Regions from separate parts of the Mus musculus genome. Here region 2 is linked to region 1. A link is a contact called in public HiChIP or PLAC-seq data. All regions are on one chromosome and are shown on one strand. Each heading gives the region's core, a stretch centred on a gene start, on an enhancer-like site or on the middle of the called end of the contact. The rest is flanking DNA. Distances are from core to core; before and after follow the strand shown. Region 1 overlaps Rbms2 (RNA binding motif, single stranded interacting protein 2). Region 2 holds the start of Rbms2 (RNA binding motif, single stranded interacting protein 2).

Region 1 (6,174 bases), core at 1,627-4,126:
TGTGCATGAGGGCTGAGGATGGGATGGGGAGCAAGATGTGAGCCTCAGTTTTCACCTTCGTGTCCATAGCAACAGGAGCAAGACCCTACAAACTTATACATCTCAAACCTCCCTCTGTCAATGGACGAGCAGGAACTGGAGGGGATGCTGAAGCCCTTTGGCCAGGTCATCTCTACTCGGATCCTTCGAGACACTAGTGGGGCCAGCAGAGGGGTCGGCTTTGCAAGGTAAGGGATGACTGAGAGTGGCTAGCAAGAAATAACTTAGGAAACAACACATACACACACAGATGCACATACAGATGCGCACAGACACACACGCACAGAATCACACACAGACACACACAAATACACACAGAGATACACACATACATACACATATAGACACATAGGCGTACACACACACACACAGTGCCCTTCCCCTGAACTAGACCAAAATAATTGTCAAAAATACCTAATAAGCCGGGTGTGGTAGCACACGCCTTTAATCCCAGCACTTGGGAGGCAGAGGCAGGCGGATTTCTGAGTTCGAGGCCAGCCTGGTGAGTTTTGAGACAGGGTTTCTCTGTCTTGAAAAACCAAAAAAACCCCAAAACAAACAAACCTAATAAGAGGCAGCAAAGTAGCTCAGCAGGTAAAAGTGCTTGACAGCAAACCTGGTGACCTGAGTTTGATCCCTGGAGCCCAGACGGTAGAAGGAAAAACTGACCCCAGAAGGTGGTCCTCTGACCTTCACATGTGCGGCAGCTTCTGCACATACATAATACATACATGAATGCAAGTTGTCTAAACCCTTGGTAGTAAATCGTGTGTGTGTGTGTGTGTGTGTGTGTGTGTGTGTGTGTGTTGAATATTAAACTAAGGGCCTGGCACATAACAAAAACTGCCTGCAATCCTCCTGCCTCTGCCTCCCAGACGCTGGGATTCTAGGCATGCTCCACCACGCCTCACCTCATGGATGTCCTTCGGCTTCCTTTCCCATTGCCTCTGCTAACCTAGCTTTTGTTCGTCCGATTCTGTGCCCTTACAGCTGACCATTCCCACTCCACACCTCATTTAAACTCTGTCAGGCCTGGACCTAGTCCTCAGATCAGTAGGATGAAGTGGAAGATTTGCTATGCTCTCTGGATCTTCAGGGAGACTTCTATCCTAGAACAACCTGTGCAGTGGCTGCCCTGTGTTGTAGGACATTGCTGAGCTTTAGCGTTCTCTGTGGAGTTTGATTACCCAGATCTCTCCTTCTCTAGGCTGCCCTCTCCTGGGCTCATGTGTCATGGAGCTTCACCTGATCTTAGCCTACCTAAAAATGACTTACTTTTTTAAAAAAGATTTTGCTTGGGTGCTTACATGGTTGATCAGCACGTAAAGATGCTTGCTGTTGAAGCCTGCCAACATGTTTGACCCCCCCCCACCACTCACATGACTACACACACATACTGATGTTTTTATAAAAAGACAAAGAAAGTGGGGGGGGGAGTTATGTTCTATGGAGGTATAGTCAGGTATGGGGGGGAGGGGGTACCTTGGTGGGCCCATGCTGAGGCATCCCTTCCCCCTGAGGGAGCAACCACATGATGGTATAGTAATAGAGTTTATTAAGGGCATGGGAGGGGGGAGTTAAGAGGGTAGTAGAGGCAGAGAAAGGCAGAGAGAAGAGAAGAGAAGTAGAGGAGAAGAGAAGAGAAGAAGTAGAGGAGAAGAGGCTGCCATGAGCACGTGGAGAGATGGAGGGGAGGGAGGAGAGAGAGGAGAGGACAGAACATGAGCAAGAGGGAGCAAGCAGCTCATCAGGCATCCCTGGGTGTTGCCAGGTACTGTGGGGTGGAGCATCCCTGGCTGTTGCCAGGTAACTGTGGGATGGATCTTAGAGAGAATGCTAACACATACAAAATAAATACATGTGAAACATTGTTGCAAAGACTTTTTGTTTTGAGTGGCGGAAAATCTCTGCAAGTTCAAAGTGGCCATATCTGAAAGAATGTGAGTTCCAGGCTAGCCAGCACTAACTACATCATGAGTCCAAGCTCAAGACAGGGTGGTAATGTAGCTCTGTGGGTAGAGTGCTTGCTTAGTAGGCATGGGACCCCCCCCCCCAAAATTTGATCTACAGCATGGAATAAAATGGGTATCTAATGACATTTTAGCACTTGGGTTGTGGAGGCAGGAGAATCAGAAGTTGAAGGTGAACCCCTCAAAGTTTGTACACACCTGTAACCCTTGTGCTTGGAAAGTTGTACATAGACTGTTTACAGTCAGCCCAAGTTGATTTTTGTTTTTGTTTTTGCTTTTGTTTTTTTTAAGAGTCTGTCTCAAAATCAACAGTGGAAGTCAAGCAGTGGTTGAGAGGGCAGATGCAGGAGGATCTCTATGTGTTCAGGGCCAGCCTGGTCTATAGATCACGTTCCAGGCCAGCCAAGGCTCTGTTACACAGAAAAACTCTTCTCTTGAAACAAACAAACAAACAAACAAACACCAAAACAACAAACTATTCAAGGCCTGATCTGTAGCTCAGATGAGAGGGATCACTTGGAATTCAAGACCTGCCGAATTGAGAGTGAGACCCTAGCTCAATAAACAAACAAATAAATAAAATATTGAAAAATCAAACAAGTGAGTTTCACTTGAGAGGAGAGTCTGTTAGTTGTTAATTGTTTTTAGCTTAAAGGTCTGGGTTTTGTGTTTCAGTCTCTTAGCCTGCTCAGACTGGGAGTGAAGTGGGTTATCTTGGCCCATCACAATCCTGACATTTGGAAGAGGATGGGGAGCCCCTGGACTATGTGAGATACCGTCTCAAAGAACAGCCTCTCCAATAAAATAGAGGCTGTGGCTAGAAAAATACTAGTTCTGAATAGGCTCAGTCTGCGTAGCGCCACCTAATGTCAACCTTGGGTAATACAAGAGGAAGAGTCTTGGACTTGTGTTCTTCCACTTTCGGCTCACACACTGTTTGCTTGTTTGTTTTGCTTTTCGAGACAGGGTTTCCCTGTGTAGCCCTAGCTGTCCTGGAACTCACTCTGTAGACCAGGCTGGCCTCCAACTCAGAAATCTGCCTGCCTCTGCCTCCCGAGTGCTAGGATCAAAAGCGTGCGCCACCACGCCTGGCCCTTTTTCTTTTGTGATGTGTCCTGGTTCCATTTTTGTTACTGTGCTTAAACACCGGGACAAAAGGATACTTAGGAAGGAGGGTGTGGTGGTCCCTGTAATCCCAGCACTCAAGAGGCAGAAGTGGGTGGAGTGGAAGGGACAGCTTGGTGAATAGAGTCAGTTCCAGGCTGAAAAAGCTTATACTGAGAGGCCCTGTCGGACAGAACCCAGGACAGGATGAGTTCATGCATGCTTGCTTGCCCGTTTAGGCTCACTTTGCCTTCTCCACTCTGACACAGCTTAGGGCCCCCATCTAGGGAACAGTCCCTGCCTAGGGAATGGTGCCACCCAAGTGAATTAATGGAAGACAGTCCCTGGGAGACATGCTGACAAGCTCACAGTTAAACCCAATACAGGCAGTTCTTCACATAGTTCACCAGCAGCTGGGATTAAATAACTGCCTGTGTTTTGTTTATTATTTTTTTTAAATTTATTTACCATATGTAAGTACACTGTAGCTGTCTTCAGACATACCAGAAGAAGAGGGCATCAGATCTCATTACAGATGGTTGTAAGCCACCCTGTGGTTGCTGGGATTTGAACTCAGGACCTCTGGAAGAGTCAGTGCTCTTAACTGCTGAGCCATCTCTCTGGCCCTCATTTATGTTTCTATTACATTTTATTTGTTAATTTGTGAGTGTGTGTGTGTATGGAGGACAACTTTTAGGAATCAATTTTTCTCCTTTACCATGTCGGTTCCAGGGATCAAACTCATGTCATTAGACTTGGCAGCAAGCTCTCTGATCTGCTGAGCCATCTTGCCAGTCCAAGTATAGAGCTGCTGAAATCCCAGCATGTGAACACTGAGACAGGGGCTATACAACAAGATTCCCATTTCAGAAAATCAGAAACAAGCAGGAACCGCTCAGCAGTCTGTACTTCGGAAGGAAGCTGTAGCTGGTGCATAGACGAGGATGTGGTCACTTTTCCTGAGTGCTCTGACTTACAGAGCCTTGGGTGGTGAACGGCCACTGGTACCTACACCTTCATTCTTTTCTTGTGCTTTCCCCCTCTGTATCACGTATGGGGCAAGAGCCCTCACACCCTTTAAAAAGCATTTCTTTATGACAGGTAGTAGTGGCTGCACACCTTTTTAATCCCAGCACTCAGGAGGCAGAGGCAGGTGGGTCTCTGAGTTCAAGGCCAGCCTGATCTGCAGAGTGAGTTCCAGAGCAGCCAGGTCTACACAGAGAAACTCTGCTTTGAAAAAAAAAAAAAAAAAAAAAGGCATTTATTTATCAATTCATGGGGGGAGAACAAATATGGCATCACATTTCTGTGGAGGCCAGAGGAAGCTCACAGGAGTCAATTCTCTCCTTTAAATATTTACTTGTATGTGTAAGAGTCTTCTGTGTACATGCATTTATGTGCACCAAGTGTGAGCCTGTTATCTTCAGAGGTCAGAGGAGGGCATTGGATCCACTGTAAGTTATTACACATGGTTGTGAGGTATCCTGTTAGTACTTGCACCAGAACCTGGGTCCTCTGCAAGAGCAATAGGTACTCTTACCCACTGAGCCATTTCTCCACTTCACTTCACTTCTTTTTTTTTTTTTTCTTTTTTGAGACAGTGTCATTGTAGCCCCAGCTGGCCTGGAACTTGATAAGTAGACCCAGGCTGGTCTGGAACACTCAGAGAGACACCAGTCTCTGCTTCTCGAGCACTGAGGTCAAAGTCATGCGCCATCATGCTGACATCATTAGGAATTTTTAAAAAATAGTTCCATGACCACTGAAAAAACTTTACGTTTATTTCTTATGTACATATGTGCATGTTTGTGTGTTACAGTGCATGTGTGGAGGTCAGAGGACAACTATCAGGAGTTGGCTCTCTCCTTATACCATGTGGGTTCCAGGGATGGAACTCAAGTCGTTGGGCCTGCTGAAAAAAATGCCATTATCCACTGAACCATCTCATCAGCTCACCATTAGGGCCTGGGCTACTCAGTCAGCGAGTGCGGGCTCACCCTGCATGACAACTTCCAGCACTCCATAGCAGTCAGACACGGTAGAACTTTTCTGCAGTTGTAACACTGAGGCAGGAGAATCAGATCAAAGCCATTCTCAGACACAGGGTTTGAGGCCAGGCAGAGGTATATATAAAATACACACACAGAGAGATAGCCTGTGTTTAAAAAAATAAATAAAAAGGAAAGCTAGGTGCCTCGAAATGAACATGTAGGACATAAACATTCTCCAGTATTTGTGGGTCTAGGAGCCTGTGAGTATGTGTAGGACACATATCCCGGACAGGTGGTCTTACTCCTCATGTGCGTCTTAGGATGGAGTCAACAGAGAAGTGTGAAGCCATCATCACCCACTTTAATGGAAAGTATATAAAGACACCCCCTGGAGTAGCAGGTGAGGCCTCTGGGACTCGGGCTGGGAGCCATTGGAGGAATGGGTACTGCCCCGTGGCCCAGCAACTGTGTATGTTTTCTCTTGACAGCACCTTCTGACCCTTTGCTTTGCAAATTTGCTGACGGTGGGCCAAAGAAACGACAGAGCCAAGGAAGATACGTGCAAAATGGACGGGCCTGGCCAAGGAACGGAGACATGGTAAAAAGATCCCCGAGGAAGCACGAACCCTGAGAGCATTAGAGTTGGAAATGGCGCAGCCTGGCTTCTGTGCGTGTAGGTGGGAAGCTTGAGAGTAAGATGTGTGGCTGAGCCCTGGTGTCTACTCGCTCTTTAGCGCAGTCCCCAAAACCTGTCATGGGACATGTGGGTATTCTGGGCTGGCAATATGGACACTACCTTCTTTCTTACAGGGCGGTATGGCCTTGACCTATGACCCCACTGCTGCCCTTCAGAATGGGTAAGGGTGTTTCATTCTAATTTTCAAACAGCAGTTAGTGGAGGTGGCTCTGGCTCCCCGAGGCTTCTCACTGAACAAAGGCCTCTCCTGCAGGTTCTACGCAGCTCCTTACAGTATCGCCCACAGCAGGATGCTTGCTCAATCTGCGCTAGCCCCGTATCTTCCATCTCCTGTGTCTTCCTATCAGGTGAGGTGTGAGGCTTTTCCTACTGT
Region 2 (6,174 bases), core at 1,212-3,711, 36 kb before region 1:
AATTAAATTAATCATAAAGTTAAGTAAGATAGCTCTCACATGGGCTGAAGGCTTGGCTTAGTGCTTGGGAGAGTGCGTGCTTAGCATGCTGAATTCCCGAGATCACCAAAAATAAATAAGTAAATAAATAATAACAAAATGTAAAGCTTCCACTTGTTCAAAAGCACCGAGGTGCGAGGTGCGTGGACTTGGTCTCGGGATGATGCCTTCGCGCTGGGAACGGTCACCCCAGACAGAACGGAACAAGGGCTCTGAAGTTATTGCCATTGTATATTTAATTTGTATATGCTTTTAACATACTCACTTTTGTCCTCTTTTATTACATTTAAAATGTGTGTGTGTATGTGTGTGTGTGTTGGTGAGTGTATACTATAGCACATACGGTGGTCAGAGGACAAATTTCAGGAGTAGGTTCTTCTCCCTTGTACCCCGTGGGTCCCAGGAATTAATCCAGATCTTTCAGCACCTTTACCTGCTGAACTATCATGTGAAAAAAAGTATAGCCTAGGCTGGCCTTTTCCCTCAAGCTCTGCAGTGGATCCTACGGTCACTGGTCACTCTGTGGCCTTGGCTGGCCTCAGGCTTTTGGTGATCTTTCTTCATACATGCTGGAGTTCCAGCTTTAAGCAGTGTATCACCATCCCTAGGCCATGCTTTTTCTTCTTCTTATTATTATTATTTGTTTTTTGAGACAGGGTTTCTCTGTATTATTATTAATTAATTAATTAATTAATTACTTTTTTCTCTTTCTTTTAAAAGATTTATTTATTAGAATAAGTTCACTGTAGCTGTCTTCAAACGCACCAGAAGAGGGTATCAGATCTCATTATGGGTGGTTGTGAGCCACCATGTGGTTGCTGGGATTTGAACTCAGTACCTTTGGAAGAGCAGTAGGTGCTCTTACCCACTGAACCATCTCACCAGCCCTATTAATTTTAAGATACTTTTTTTTTAAAGATTTATTTATTTATTTATTTATTTATTTATTATATGTAAGTACACTGTAGCTGTCTTCAGACACTCCAGAAGAGGGCGTCAGATTTCATTACGGATGGTTGTGAGCCACCATGTGGTTGCTGGGATTTGAACTCGGGACCTTCGGAAAAGCAGTTGGCACTCTTAACCACTGAGCCATCTCGCCAGCTCCAAGATACTTTTTTTTTAATGTTAAAAAAATTAGCTTGGCAGTGGGGGTGCACACCTTTGATCCCAGCATTTGGGAGGCAGGGGTAGGCAGATATCCAGGCCAGCCTGGTCTACAGAGTGAGTTCCAGAACATTCAGGGCTACACAGAGAAACCCTGTCTCAAAAAATAAAAAATAAAACATTGTGTGTGTATGTGTGTCTCTGTGTGTGTTTTGTGTACTTATGTATGTGTATATACGTATGCATGTGTATATGATGGGGGGGGGGAGTGGGAGAGGGAGAGAGAGCACACATGTGTGAGCATGCTGGTATCCATGGAAGCTAGTGGCCATAGAGGTGACTGTGAGTCACCTCATGTGGATGCTGGGAATCAGCTGTGCTCTCCTGGAGTAGCAGCCATGCTCTTAACCCCTGAGCCAGCTCTCCAGACTCCAAAATCTTTCTTACTGCATCAAGATCACCCTAATATAAGCTGGGCCTGGGCGTGGTGGTGCACACCTTTAATCCCAGTACTCGGGAGGCAGAGGCAGGTGGATTTCTGAGTTCGAGGCCAGCCTGGTCTACAAAGTGAGTTCCAGGACTGCCAGGGCTACACAGAGAAACCCTGTCTCAAAAACCAAAAAAAAAAAAAAAAAAAATCACCCTAATATAAACTAGTCTGAGCTCTGAGCTCTCACACACGGTATTGCCATATAGTCTTCTTTCCATGCTCTGGGAGGCAGTCAAGATGGTCCTTTTACACTAAGCTTGATGTCTTTAAATATATATATATATATATATATATACTATTTCATTTATTTCTTTTTGTATGTGCATATGTGGGCATGCCACATTGGGTGCTGGGGTCGGGGGAGAAAAATTTTTGGTAGCTGGTTCTCTCCTTCTACCATGTAGATCTGGGAACTGAGCATAGGCCTGGCAACTTACTAAGACATTTTTCAGGCCAAGTTTGAAATCTTGTAGCTGAGATCTCAGGGAAAGAAAGCTTCAAATCAAAACAAAACAACAACAAAAACCATTGTCTTTTATTAATAATAGGTTAATTGTCTTTTCATAATAATCAGAACTTGTTCATGGAGAAACAGGGTTACATTTGAAAAGGATTAGACCTAAGAATTCTTCTTTCTAGCTTGAACTAAGCCTATGAAAACCAAAACCAAAACAGAACATCCCGGGCATTAGGACCCAGTGGAAGTGGCTCGTTCTGACTTTGGGTTAACTTCTCTCAGTGACGTAAGGAGCAGACCTAGCTCATTCTTCCCCGCAGGCCCCCCCCCCACTCCCTCTCTCTCTCTTGCGTGCTCCTTTTCTCCTCTTTCTCCTCCCCCTCCCTTCTCCCTTCCCTCCCTCTTTCCCTCCCTTCCTCTCTCCCTCTCCTTTCCCCCTCCCCTCCTCCCTCCCTCTTTCTCCCTCCCTTTCCTTCACTCTCTTCTTTCTCTCTCTCAGCTCCGTAACAGTAAAGAAAAAATGCTGCTATCAGTGACTTCCAGGCCTGGGATTTCGACTTTTGGCTATAACAAGAACAACAAGAAGGTAGGAAAAAAGTGCTTTTGGGGAATCAGCTACTTCCTTTCCTAGGGATCCAGGAGCGCCCTTGGTTTTAGAATTCTCCTTTAAGAGGGGAACGAGATTCCTCTGTCCCCCTTCAGCGCCTCTCCTTCCACCGCGTCTTTCCTGCCTTTTTGCACCTGGTTCTGGAGTTAAAGGAATTTAGAGCAGAAGTTTGTGAGGCTGGAGGAGGCAGCGGAATAAAAACAACCAACTTTGCAAGTTTGTATCTTCTGAAACGAAGTTAGTCTGCCTGTCTGCTGCTGCGCCCATGGTCCCGGGGATAGTCTGACAACTCAGACCTTGTCCCTAGGCTCACACCCGGCAAGATTATTTTATCATTTTGGTTAATTGCATCCACCCTTACCCCCACCTCACTTCGCTTTTTACTCAACCCACCAGATAGCAGAAAAATTACAGGTAGTTTGAGAGGTCTCAAGGCTCATCAAGAATTAAGTGTGTGCTTCTAGACGAGAGACCCTACCCCACCCCACCCATCCTGGCAGAGGAATTTGGGGAGATAACATGCTTTGGGATTAAGGCAGAAAGCTCTGTGATTCTTTGGGTCATGCCTTTTGAGAGGATACTTGGAACCCTGCAGATAGCCAGGCTTAGCAAGGATCCCTGGAGTCTTTATGATTAACCCCTGGCTGCCTGAGGAGTTAAGGTATGTTTGAGTGAATGAACAGCCTGGAGAGAGATAGACAGGCTTGCCCACATTTGCCAGAGAGTATCCTTGGCAGTTTCTTGGCATTTTGTGGTATGCAATGCTGGAGGAGGAGCTTTGAGCCATAGCAGGAAGACTTTTTGGTCTCTTTTGAGCATTACAGCTGTTCTTTAAGAAAACACGTGGTGCAGAGATCTATGCTTGTTTGATGGAATGTTGGAGGTGGGGAGAGATTCATATCCTCGTGGACCTGAAAAGACCATTTCAGAGACTCGAATACTAGTATCTCATCAGGGCAGTACTCTGGTGGGTAGTTTATGTGGTTTTCATTCTGTTTATGTGCTTAAGAAAGAAAGCTCTACAGCCAGGTGATGGTGCAAGCCTTTAAATCTAGTACCCAGGAAGCAGAGGCAGTCCAATCTCTAAGTTCAACACCGGCCTGGACTACAAGCAAGTTCCAGGACAGCCAGAGCTACAGAGAGAAACCCTGTGTCAAAAAACAAACAAAAACAAAAAAAGAAATGAAGCTCTATGCATATTTTTGATTACACACATATACAAACATTATATTATATATTTCAATAGGTATTAACTGATGCCCTTCTAATATATATATATGCATATATATATATGTTATATGTGTATATATGTATATATAATTCATTTTATATGTATGTGTGTTTGAAAGGGAACATTCCACCTATCTTTATTCTCCTCAGCTCTTTATAGTACTGTATACAAGTTTCATTCTCATTTTCTATTAGTTTTGGGTTTTGAGACATGGTCTCCGTCTTTGCTCCAAGTTGGCCTAAAACTCACTCTGTAGCCCAGGCTGGTCACAGGATCACAGATATGAATGAGCCATTGCCTCTTATCTTTTTCTTTCTTTCTTTCTTTCTTTCTTTCTTTCTTTCTTTCTTTCTTTCTTTCTTTCTTTCTTTCTTTCTTTCTCTTCCTTCCTTCCTTCCTTCCTTCCTTCCTTCCTTCCTTCCTTCCTTTTCTTCTTCTTCTTCTTCTTCTTCTTCTTCTTCTTCTTCTTCTTCTTCTTCTTCTTCTTCTTCTTCTTCTTCTTCTTCTTCTTCTTCTTTTTGGTTTTTTGAGACAGGGTTTCTCTGTATAGCCCTGGCTGTCCTGGAACTCACTCTGTAGACCAGGCTGGCCTCGAACTCAGAAATCCACCTGTCTCTGCCTCCTAAGTGCTAGCCTTCCTTTCTTTCTAATTTGGTTTTATTATGTAGCCCAACTGGCCCTCAAACTTGTAATCCTCCTGGCTCAGCCTTCCCAGGGCTCCTACTACACAGCCTCTTCTGATTCTTTTTCCCCTCCAAGTTTCTCAGGATACCCATTAGAATAAAAGGAAATGGATTTTCTCTTTCAGGTTGTTATGTATTTGAATATATCTAAAATATTTTCTCAGTTCTCCTTTCCCTTTGGAGTATGGGGGATGTCTAAGATTTAGTTTCCTTCTTTTTTTTCTTTTTGTTTTTTTGTTGATGCTGATGCTGGGGATGGAACGTGTGGCCTTGCACATGCACTTGGTGACTAAGCCAACAGCCAGATGTTTAGATTGTAAGTGTAGGAGAACTTGGGGACCAAGAGATAGGACTGCAGATTTCAACTTAATCTCATATCTCTTCCTGATAATTTATAAGGTCTGGGAAACAGTTCAGGAAATACTGTCTTTGGATAGGGTAGGAGTGGGAGCAGCTGCATAGTCACTAATTGTATTTGCCAAGAAGACCTTGGGGGATGGTGGGATGGCCCTGTGGGTGAAAGCAATTGTCGTTTCAAGCCCCAGGTCCCATGGTTGAAGGAGAAAGTCACTCCCTTCCTGAAATTTGTCCTGCTGTCTGCACACACAGTGTGGCATTGTGTACTCACTCAGAGAGATACACTAATGATAGCAAGAATAAAAAAATAAGTAATTAAAAAAAGCCTCTGGGGGTCTGTCAGGATGACTTAGATGGCAAAGGTCGTGCCTTCAAGCCTGAGTCCTATCTCGGGACCTATATTAGGTAGGAGACTCCCACAAGTTGTCCTCTGACCCCTACATGCACACAATAAATTAAAGTGTTAAGTGGAGAAAGCATTCTTTGGATTCTTACAAGCCAATGTTCTGAAACATCTAAGGAAGCCATATTTGCACTTTGTGCATATTGTGGCTGTGCACAAGACTGATGCTGTGTGTGTGTATGGGCTTGTGAACTTAGGGTACATGAACTGAAAGGGCTATGTTGCTCTCCATCTTGCTGTTGACACAGAGAGTTTGGTGCCTTTGTTCTTGTTTCAGAGAAGTGTTTCAATGTATTTTCTCATGTAAATCTGTGCTTTTGGGGGTGGGAGTGCGCTGGTCTTGTACATTTTTGATTCTTTGTATCCCTGGTTGGCTTGAAACTTACTCTGTAGCTGTGTATACCAAGCTGCTTTCAACTGCTCAATCTTCCTGCTTCAGTCTTCAGTTTCCCAAAATTATAGGCCAGTATCACCATGCAAAGCAATTCATGCTTTTTTTTTTTAAATGTATATGAGTGTTTTGTCCGCAGTTATGTCTGCATACCACACATGTGCCTGGTGCCCTTGGAGGCTAGACAGGGTGTTAAATCCCCTGAAACTGGAGTTATAGACAGTAGTGAACTGCTGTGTGATGGGAACCCAACCTGCATGCTCTGAAAGAACAGCCAGTGTTCTTAACTGCTGAGCCATCTCTCCAGCCCAATTTGTGCACTTTTAAACCTAAAGTTAAACATTGTAAAGATTCTGGGCTGGGCATGGTGGTCTTCTGTGAGTTCAAGGCCAGCCTGGTTTACATAGAG

Evidence for each region. HiChIP or PLAC-seq counts read pairs in DNA pulled down with a chosen protein or histone mark.
Region 2: a contact with region 1 is called in an H3K27ac HiChIP or PLAC-seq map of embryonic stem cells, with 58 read pairs. The contact joins the promoter of Rbms2 here to the enhancer-like site in region 1. A contact is called at or near these places in 19 of 39 promoter capture datasets (3T3-L1-derived adipocytes, the C10 cell line, the HPC-7 cell line and 12 more), 13 of 15 datasets of contacts at CTCF or cohesin (CD8 T cells, the G1E-ER4 cell line, the NIH/3T3 cell line and 6 more), 297 of 484 Hi-C or Micro-C datasets (the 3T3-L1 cell line, 3T3-L1-derived adipocytes, the 4T1 cell line and 155 more), 50 of 115 datasets of contacts at active chromatin or transcription factors (the 230-238 cell line, CD8 T cells, the HPC-7 cell line and 30 more) and 5 of 9 other capture datasets (adipose tissue, embryonic tail, liver and 2 more).

The regions. Positions count from the first base shown.
Region 1 is chr10:128,137,448-128,143,621 of GRCm38.p6, reverse strand. It overlaps Rbms2 (RNA binding motif, single stranded interacting protein 2), which reads left to right. Exons shown (of 13, transcript NM_019711.2): 5 at 70-227; 6 at 5,425-5,504; 7 at 5,593-5,702; 8 at 5,915-5,961; 9 at 6,055-6,148. Among named protein-coding and RNA genes, the nearest start is that of Gm51821, 15 kb to the right of the region's middle. Within about 2 kb of position 2,876, at least 9 of the 459 cell types and tissues checked have an H3K27ac peak or open chromatin away from gene starts, as enhancers often do. A contact at or near this core is called in bone marrow-derived macrophages, embryonic stem cells, germline stem cells and 3 more, where this site is marked.
Region 2 is chr10:128,172,855-128,179,028 of GRCm38.p6, reverse strand. Rbms2 (RNA binding motif, single stranded interacting protein 2) reads left to right here and starts at 2,461. Exons shown (of 13, transcript NM_019711.2): 1 at 2,461-2,679. The coding sequence starts at 2,614.